Linked DNA regions of Mus musculus: region 2 is linked to region 1. A link is a contact called in public HiChIP or PLAC-seq data. All regions are on one chromosome and are shown on one strand. The core of a region is the stretch at or near the end of the contact, and the rest is flanking DNA. Distances in the headings are between cores, read along the strand shown. Region 1 has its middle 58 kb from the start of Gm4872. Region 2 overlaps Creb5 (cAMP responsive element binding protein 5).

The links. HiChIP or PLAC-seq counts read pairs in DNA pulled down with a chosen protein or histone mark.
Region 2: a contact with region 1 is called in an H3K27ac HiChIP or PLAC-seq map of bone marrow-derived dendritic cells, with 3 times the contacts expected there. The contact joins two enhancer-like sites. A contact is called at or near these places in 1 of 484 Hi-C or Micro-C datasets (cortical neurons) and 2 of 115 datasets of contacts at active chromatin or transcription factors (bone marrow-derived dendritic cells and bone marrow-derived macrophages).

What each region holds. Positions count from the first base shown.
Region 1 is chr6:53,161,670-53,165,224 of GRCm38.p6, reverse strand. No RefSeq gene overlaps it. Among named protein-coding and RNA genes, the nearest start is that of Gm4872, 58 kb to the left of the region's middle. Within about 2 kb of position 1,849, at least 16 of the 459 cell types and tissues checked have an H3K27ac peak or open chromatin away from gene starts, as enhancers often do. A contact at or near this core is called in bone marrow-derived dendritic cells, where this site is marked.
Region 2 is chr6:53,588,372-53,591,926 of GRCm38.p6, reverse strand. The region is part of intron 5 of Creb5 (cAMP responsive element binding protein 5); the gene reads right to left. Gm33392 (a long non-coding RNA gene) reads left to right here. Exons shown (of 5, transcript XR_377683.2): 3 at 1-121. Among named protein-coding and RNA genes, the nearest start is that of Gm33392, 2.7 kb to the left of the region's middle. Within about 2 kb of position 1,971, at least 135 of the 459 cell types and tissues checked have an H3K27ac peak or open chromatin away from gene starts, as enhancers often do. A contact at or near this core is called in bone marrow-derived dendritic cells, where this site is marked.

The sequences.
Region 1 (3,555 bases), core at 600-3,099:
GAACTTTCTGTGGGGTGGAACTGTTCTGTCTGTCTTATATGAGAGCTACCATATCGGCCTTCTCATGCTCAAAATAGGGATACAGTAAATGAGAGTCTGAAGTTTTAATTCACCGAATGTTAATTAACTTAAAACAGCTACACGCAGCAGGTACCTACCATTCTACAGCCCCAGGAATGGAGAACAGGGACAGAGCACATTCGCTGCTTTTTTTTTTTTTTCTATCCACAAGTTCACGACCATACCCAAAACCCACCTCAGGCTTCATTCACTACTTGGAATTCTCAGATCAAAAAAGAAGATAAGCTTTAAAAGGGAGGTGGGGGAGGGGGGCTCGAGTTAATTTTGTATAATCACAACAGAAAGACTTCCAGAGTGAAATCCACACTCTTTGAAAAGCCACAGACTTCCTCCGTTTTGTAAACAGTCCTGAAGAGAAAGCGATCGGGATGGGCAGCGGCGGAGGCAGTGTTTATAGATCCCGGTCTAAAAGGGGCTACTTTAGAGGTCCGATCTCTACAGACTTCCAATTGTGCCACCCAGTGGCAACATGCTTGGTTGAATTTCTGACTGCATCAGGATCATTTTAGCCAACGAAGGGCAAAAAGTACCCTACCCTGGCAGGAGGCAAAGTGTAACAGTCAGGGGTGGGAGTGGTGGCAGGAATGAAGTGGGGGTTGGGGGAGGGACTGATAACAGGATGGACTGACTAATCTGCTCATTCACAATCACTTCCTGCTTTTTTCTTCCAACCCGTTTAAGTAGAAACCCAAAACAGCAACAATCCATTTGGCGGGTTATTGTGTTTCAAATTCGAGAAGTTTCTCCCTGAATGTCTTTGGCCCAATCTATTTACATTACCAGCAAGCGTCTTCCACTCATCAGATTCTATGTGAAGGTGTTGGATGAGTTCAGTTGCCTTTGATGAAGACTTTTTAAAGAATAGAAGGTTTAGTGAGCCAGAAACATTTGGAAACATCATTTTCTGAGGATTTAGAAACACTTCGACATGAAATTAAATGCAGATGTATAATTTGAAAGCTCATGAATCACCAGCTTATGTACATTTATAATTACACTAAGCCAATGTATTCCAAAACCCACATTAGTGTCTGGCTCTTGTAGCTAATCCTCTGGAAAAGAATGTGAATGTGTTCCACTCACTATATCCTCAATACCCGTCAGTGACTGACCAATGTTCAAATCCCTCAGATAGAATGGAGAAGTATTTGGATACGATCTATGAAAGTACTGCAGTATACTTTAAATCATGTCTAGAGTATTTATAATGTAGAATACTCTGGGAGCGCGATGGGGACTGTTCTTATGCAGCGCTATTTGGAGAATAAGGACAAGAACAAGAGTCTGTCCATGCTCAGGACGAAAGCTTTCCTCGCCCCTCCCCCATAAAAATTTCCATCTGCAGTTGATTGAGACATGGGTGTAGAACCCAGGCTATGAAGGGCCAGCCATGTTGCATTTTACTTAGAATATACTGCCATAGAATTGGTGGTAGACCCGATTACATCTCCCAGTGTCTGGGTTTTTCCTCACCGGGTTGGAGTTGGGGGTGAGGGATGCTCAGTGTAAACTGCAGGCGACTCCTTTTGGATACAGGTCCTAAGGGAGCAAGGAGAGGAGCAAGAGTAACGGAGTATGACTGTACCATTCCCAAGCCGCTGTCATTTCAACGATCAGACAGCAGGCCTCTGCCTGCTGTGACTCGGGAGGGCCACTAAGTTTGGTGGAGAACCTTCTGGACGGTCAAGATTTCCCACAGTGTAACTCCGCGTGTCATATTGAAGTGGCAGAAGCTGCCACTCTTCCCTGGATCATACCCAGAAAGCTGAGGAAATTGTGGGACTTTCAAGCGGCCTGACTGACATGAGTTGACATTTCTGCGGGCAGTTCTGACCGAATAAGAAAGCCTGAAGAAACAGGAAGTTTTAGTGGAGACTCAGGAGCAGCATTTTGTATTGAGACCTACACTAAATAAGCAACAGGAGGCTATTGGTCACTCCCTGCCATTGGCCGACAAGACCCCCATAGTCCAGGCTCACTAGCATTGTGCCAGAGGATGGTCCCATAGCAGACTGGATGGACACTGGATTCAGTCCTTTGTTGGCATCACCACTGGTTGCCTTAGAGTCCTGGCAGATGATTTAGACTCTGTGGCGATCTAATGGGAGTCTAGGATCTCACAGAAGGTACAACACTAGGAGATGTAAGGAGGGAGACTTTTGTCCACTGTAATTATACACCAATTCTGAGCTTAGGTGAAGGACCTACCTAACTGTGGGTCCCTTAGCTCTAGAGTCCACATTTGTGAGCTCAGTGAATTCCAGTCCAAAAGCATTTGAAACAATATCTTACGGGTTCTAATAAGCACATGCTGACTCTCTTACGATGATTCTCTAAGCAACATAGTAGCACAAAGCTTTACAGATAATTTGTATTTCATTGCTATCATTCATTGTCTGGGGGTGATTTAAAAGTACACAGCACGTGTGCAGATTATGGAAATATTAGAGCACTCTATATAATGGACTTGAACATCCTTTTTTTTTTTTTTTTTTGCCACCCTTGAGGGGATGCATGCCCTGGAACAAATCCTCTGTAGATCCCAGGAGATAACTGAATTGTAGAGAAGGAGAAGTGAAGAGAAGATTTCTGCACAGAGGGCTTCCCCGACGTTCCCAGGAGCTCCTTGGGCAGGCTTCCTTCATAGTACACATCTGATTGCCTACAGGTCAGCCACTGACTTCTCTAGCTCCACCAACTCAGACTTAGCCATGGCTTCTCTCCCTCTCCTTCTCCCTCTCCCTCTCCCTCTCCCTCTCCCTCTCCCTCTCCCTCTCCCTCTCCCTCTCCCTCTCCCAAACCCTCTCCCTCTCCCTCTCCCAATCCCTCTCCCTCTCCCTCTCCCTCTCCCTCTTCCTCTCCCTCTCTCTCTCTCTCTCTCTTTCTCTGTGTGTGTGAGAGAGAGATTACTATGTGCATGGTGCATTTAATGGAGGTCAGAGGACATCTTTGTGTAGTCAAGCATCCTTTCCCACCTTTGCTTGGGTTCCAAGGATTGAACCCAGGTCATCAGGCTTGTGCAGCAAGTACCTTTGCCTCTCACTGCCCATTATCTGGATTTCCTACCAGCAGTATTAAAGAGCTGAGTGCCTCTTCTGGAGTCTATATCCTTTTGTTCATCTTAATTTGTTTTTATTATATATTTTTCAATTATTTTATTTATTTACATTCCAAATGTTGCCCCCTCCCAGTCTCCCCTCCCAGAATTCTTTACTCCATCCTCCCTCCCCTTTGCCCCTGAGAGGGTGCTTTCTCCCCCCACCTCCACCCCCACCCCAGGCATGTCCCTTTCATGGGGCATCAAGTCTCTACAGCATTAGGCGAAACCTCTCCCACTGAGGCCAGATAAGGCAGGGAGTAACTTATCAACAGGACAAAACCCTCAGAATTTTGTGACTAAGCAGAAATCTAGCTGAAAGATTCTGGAGATGTTGGTATAGTTAAATTGGAGAAACATAAAACTATAAAGGGGAT
Region 2 (3,555 bases), core at 722-3,221, 430 kb before region 1:
CCTTGGACGATGCGAACCTATATTCTCTGCAGAAGATGATACAATCTGATTTAGAAAATAAGATCATTACTAGTATCATTCTGTAAAACAAGTTAATCTCATATTTTTTATAAGACTGGAGGTAAGGGGTGTGGGGAAAAAAAAATCCAGAAACAAACCAAAGGATGTGTGTTGAGTGCATGATTGTGATGCCTGGAGTGCCTGCCATCTTCTGGGAGAACTTGCCAGGACAGACTGCCCTGTTTCGGCTCTCACAGTGTGTCAGTTATCTAGACTGAGTTTGGCGCTCAGTAGGAGCTATAGTTTGAATGACTTAATGAGATTACTATATTCTATCCTGTCTCTCAATTCCTCGAAGTGGTACCCCTATGATTTATATGTGACAAGGATAATTTTTATTTTAAAATTCTTTCTCCAAGTCCTCACACATGTGAGGCAGTTGTTCTAACCCTGAGCCGTGCTTCCAACAACTTGTCATGATTTTATTTTTGATTTTTCTTGTCTTTTTTTTTTAAAGACCATGGTAACATGAAGTAGCATTCTGACTTTTAGGGAAGGTGTGGTCAGGTCAGATTAGCCCTTGTCTTAAGCAAGGGACATTGGAGCAGGGCAGGGGTTCTAGGAAGTCATTCTTTTGTACAACCTCCCAGAGCTACCTTCAAAGTCTACTGGCTTTGCAGGAGCTGAACTGATACTAATCTGAAACAATCAAATCTCAGCAATAAAGTTTGTAATTATGATACTTGGTATATACTTCGCACTTTGTATGGAAGGATCTCAGAGGCCTTCTCAGCCTGGGATGGACTGGACACACAGGCAAGTGGCCATGGCTGCTGCTTCCCTAGGGTCAGGGCTGCTTCTGTTATTAAGTAGCAAGATAGAGACAGTGGCCATGTTCTGTGCATGAACACACTCACCACACATACAAACACAGCAAGCAGATTACATACTAAAAGGCAAAAAAAGAGAGAGAGAGAGAGAGACAAACAAAACAAAATAAAATAACCTCCAAAACAACAACAATGAAACCTAAAAAGACTTGAATTTTGGATAAATTGGACTGTATTAGCTGGGTCAAACATTGAAAGCTAGGCTTCACTTTATTCTTAGTTATCATTAGCATGCTTGTATGTATGTACATGTATGAACGAGTGTGACTGTTTGAATCAGTCTTTTCTTCCACTATGGGGTCTGGAGAGCGAACACGGATGATAGGGCTTGTGTGGCCATTTCGTTTACCCACTGAGCAGTCTTATCAGCCCCAGGGTTGAATACTTTTGACCTGTTTTTCTTTGCTGTTTCTCCCAAGCCTCTTGTCACCGTATTTGTGAATACATTTGAAGGGGTGATGCACAGTGGAACACACCTCTCATCCCAGCACCTGGGAGGCCAAGACAAGAGGGTCACAATTGAGGCCAGCTTGGGTTCCACAGTGCAATTCTGCCTCAAAAACCAGTAAAGCCAACAAAGTATAGAATAGTTGTGGATAAATAAAATTTAAAAATTTAAATGTCTACATCTATTAAGGACATCAAGTCTTTTAAAAAAGCTTGTTTTTCTTTTAAGTTCATTGAGAAAAACAGACCAACAAACAAAAAATCTTTTAGGTGGAAATACTTTAGAAAAAGTCATGTAGAGGCACCTTTCTCTCTCCCCTGGTGGCCTTGTGTTGTGCCAAAGAGGGGTGACTTGTACTGTACCCAAATTACTCTCCAGACAGTCTTATTCCTGCCCTTAAATTAATGTGGAATTTGGGGTTTCACATTTAAAATGTAATTTGGACTCATTTTAGATGTCTTCCTACAGCTTAATAAACATCTTCCCCAGACAGATTCAGGGTCTGATTTTAATTTGTGGTAGGGTTGCAGGCAGCGTAAACGTCAGTTTCAGCTACAGAGAGTAAATCTGCCCTAGAAATAGAAACTGAAAGCGACTGGCAGTTCACTTGAGCACATACCACATGATGTTACCCACAGGAAGCAATGACTCCCTGAGAAGCCCCTACACTGGCCTGTGATGAGAGCCAAGTCTCTCCTCAGAGCCCTAAGCTGTGACCCAGAACAGAAAAGTTCCAGTGCTGCCTTCTCTGGATGTGTCGATCTGAAGTAAAATGGTAAAATGAACTAAGTTGTTGGTGGCGTAGGTTTGAGTATGAACAACCCGCAGGGCCACTACTGCTTCAGCCAGCCACTCATTCACCTGGGGGCCTTGGGCTAAGTCCTAAACGCCTCTGAACTTCCACTGCTTTATGTATAAAATATAAACAACTGACCAAGAATCTCAAAGAGCTTTATAACACTAAACTTACATCAGTTCCTGTGGTTCCCATAGTTAAGGAAGCTGACGTTGGAAGAGATCAACAAGTGCGTATTTCAGAGAAAGAATCCATCAGTTAAGAATATATCTGTCTAAAAGTCAAGGGAAATGGGTGAAGAATTTCTCACTGGGTGCTCTAGAACTCCAACTTCCTTGAACAATAGCAACAGCCCCCTTCTTCTTGGTTGTCCCTAACATTAAGCCTAACAGGGAAGGAAAGCAATGTCCTAAAGAGCAGGAGAGGGGACAATGTCTTCTCATGTACAGTCACAGGTATAAAACAAAGGTTTAACTTCATGTTATTTATTTGTATCTGCCATTTATTATCGTGCAGAATGACATTTTGAGGAGTCTTGGAAGACAGGCTCCCAGATGAATAGCTCTAACTTTTTAATGCAGTGTCCATTGGGACTGGCTGGAAACCTGGCATTTTGAAAACAGTAAAGATCCTTCAAACCCGAGAATGGAAGCATTGTAACTATCATGTATTAGATGCTACCGGCCCCGCCTGCTAAGCAGCCGGGATGACATTCATTAAGGTCCTATGCTGAGCTGTGGATGGTCACCCAGTGCCTGTGAAAGTTGTGAGCATCAATATGGTGGGCTAGAGACTGCCTAGAGAACTGGCTAAACACTATTCCTAGGGCAGCTGGACAAGTCTCCTCTGAGTAAAGCAATGTGCCTTCTCCATTTGAGTGTTCATCAAGCAACAGAGGGTCTGAAGGAAACCAAAGTTCTCAAGCAAAGGAAGGGGGTGCTGTCTCTGTATGATTACTTGTCTTCTCTTGATCTTGGGAAGGGACAACTCCCATGGATGCTTCTCTTTCTCAAGATCTTGGGAAGGGACAAATCCCATGGATGCTTCTCTTTCTCAAGCCTTCAGATTTCTACCAGGAGTTAGACTACCTGCTCGCCTGGGTCTCCAGCTGGTGGACAGCAGATTCTGGAGCCTCTTGACTTTCATAATATAAGCCATTAGCCAATTCCTTAAGTCAGGTAGGTATACAGGAGGTGGATAGATAGTTGGACAGCCCTCTACTTACGACAGGGCTGTATCTGGATAAACTCATGACAACTTTGTGAGTATATTTTGTAAGTCATAGCTGTATTTCATATACTATTGCAAGTCATACCTTAGCTGAGTTTACATAAAAATTATTAAAACATTTATATTAGTCTATATTTGAACAAAATTACTTATTCTAACAGTTATGTTATGGTAAAGTATCTCATTTGATT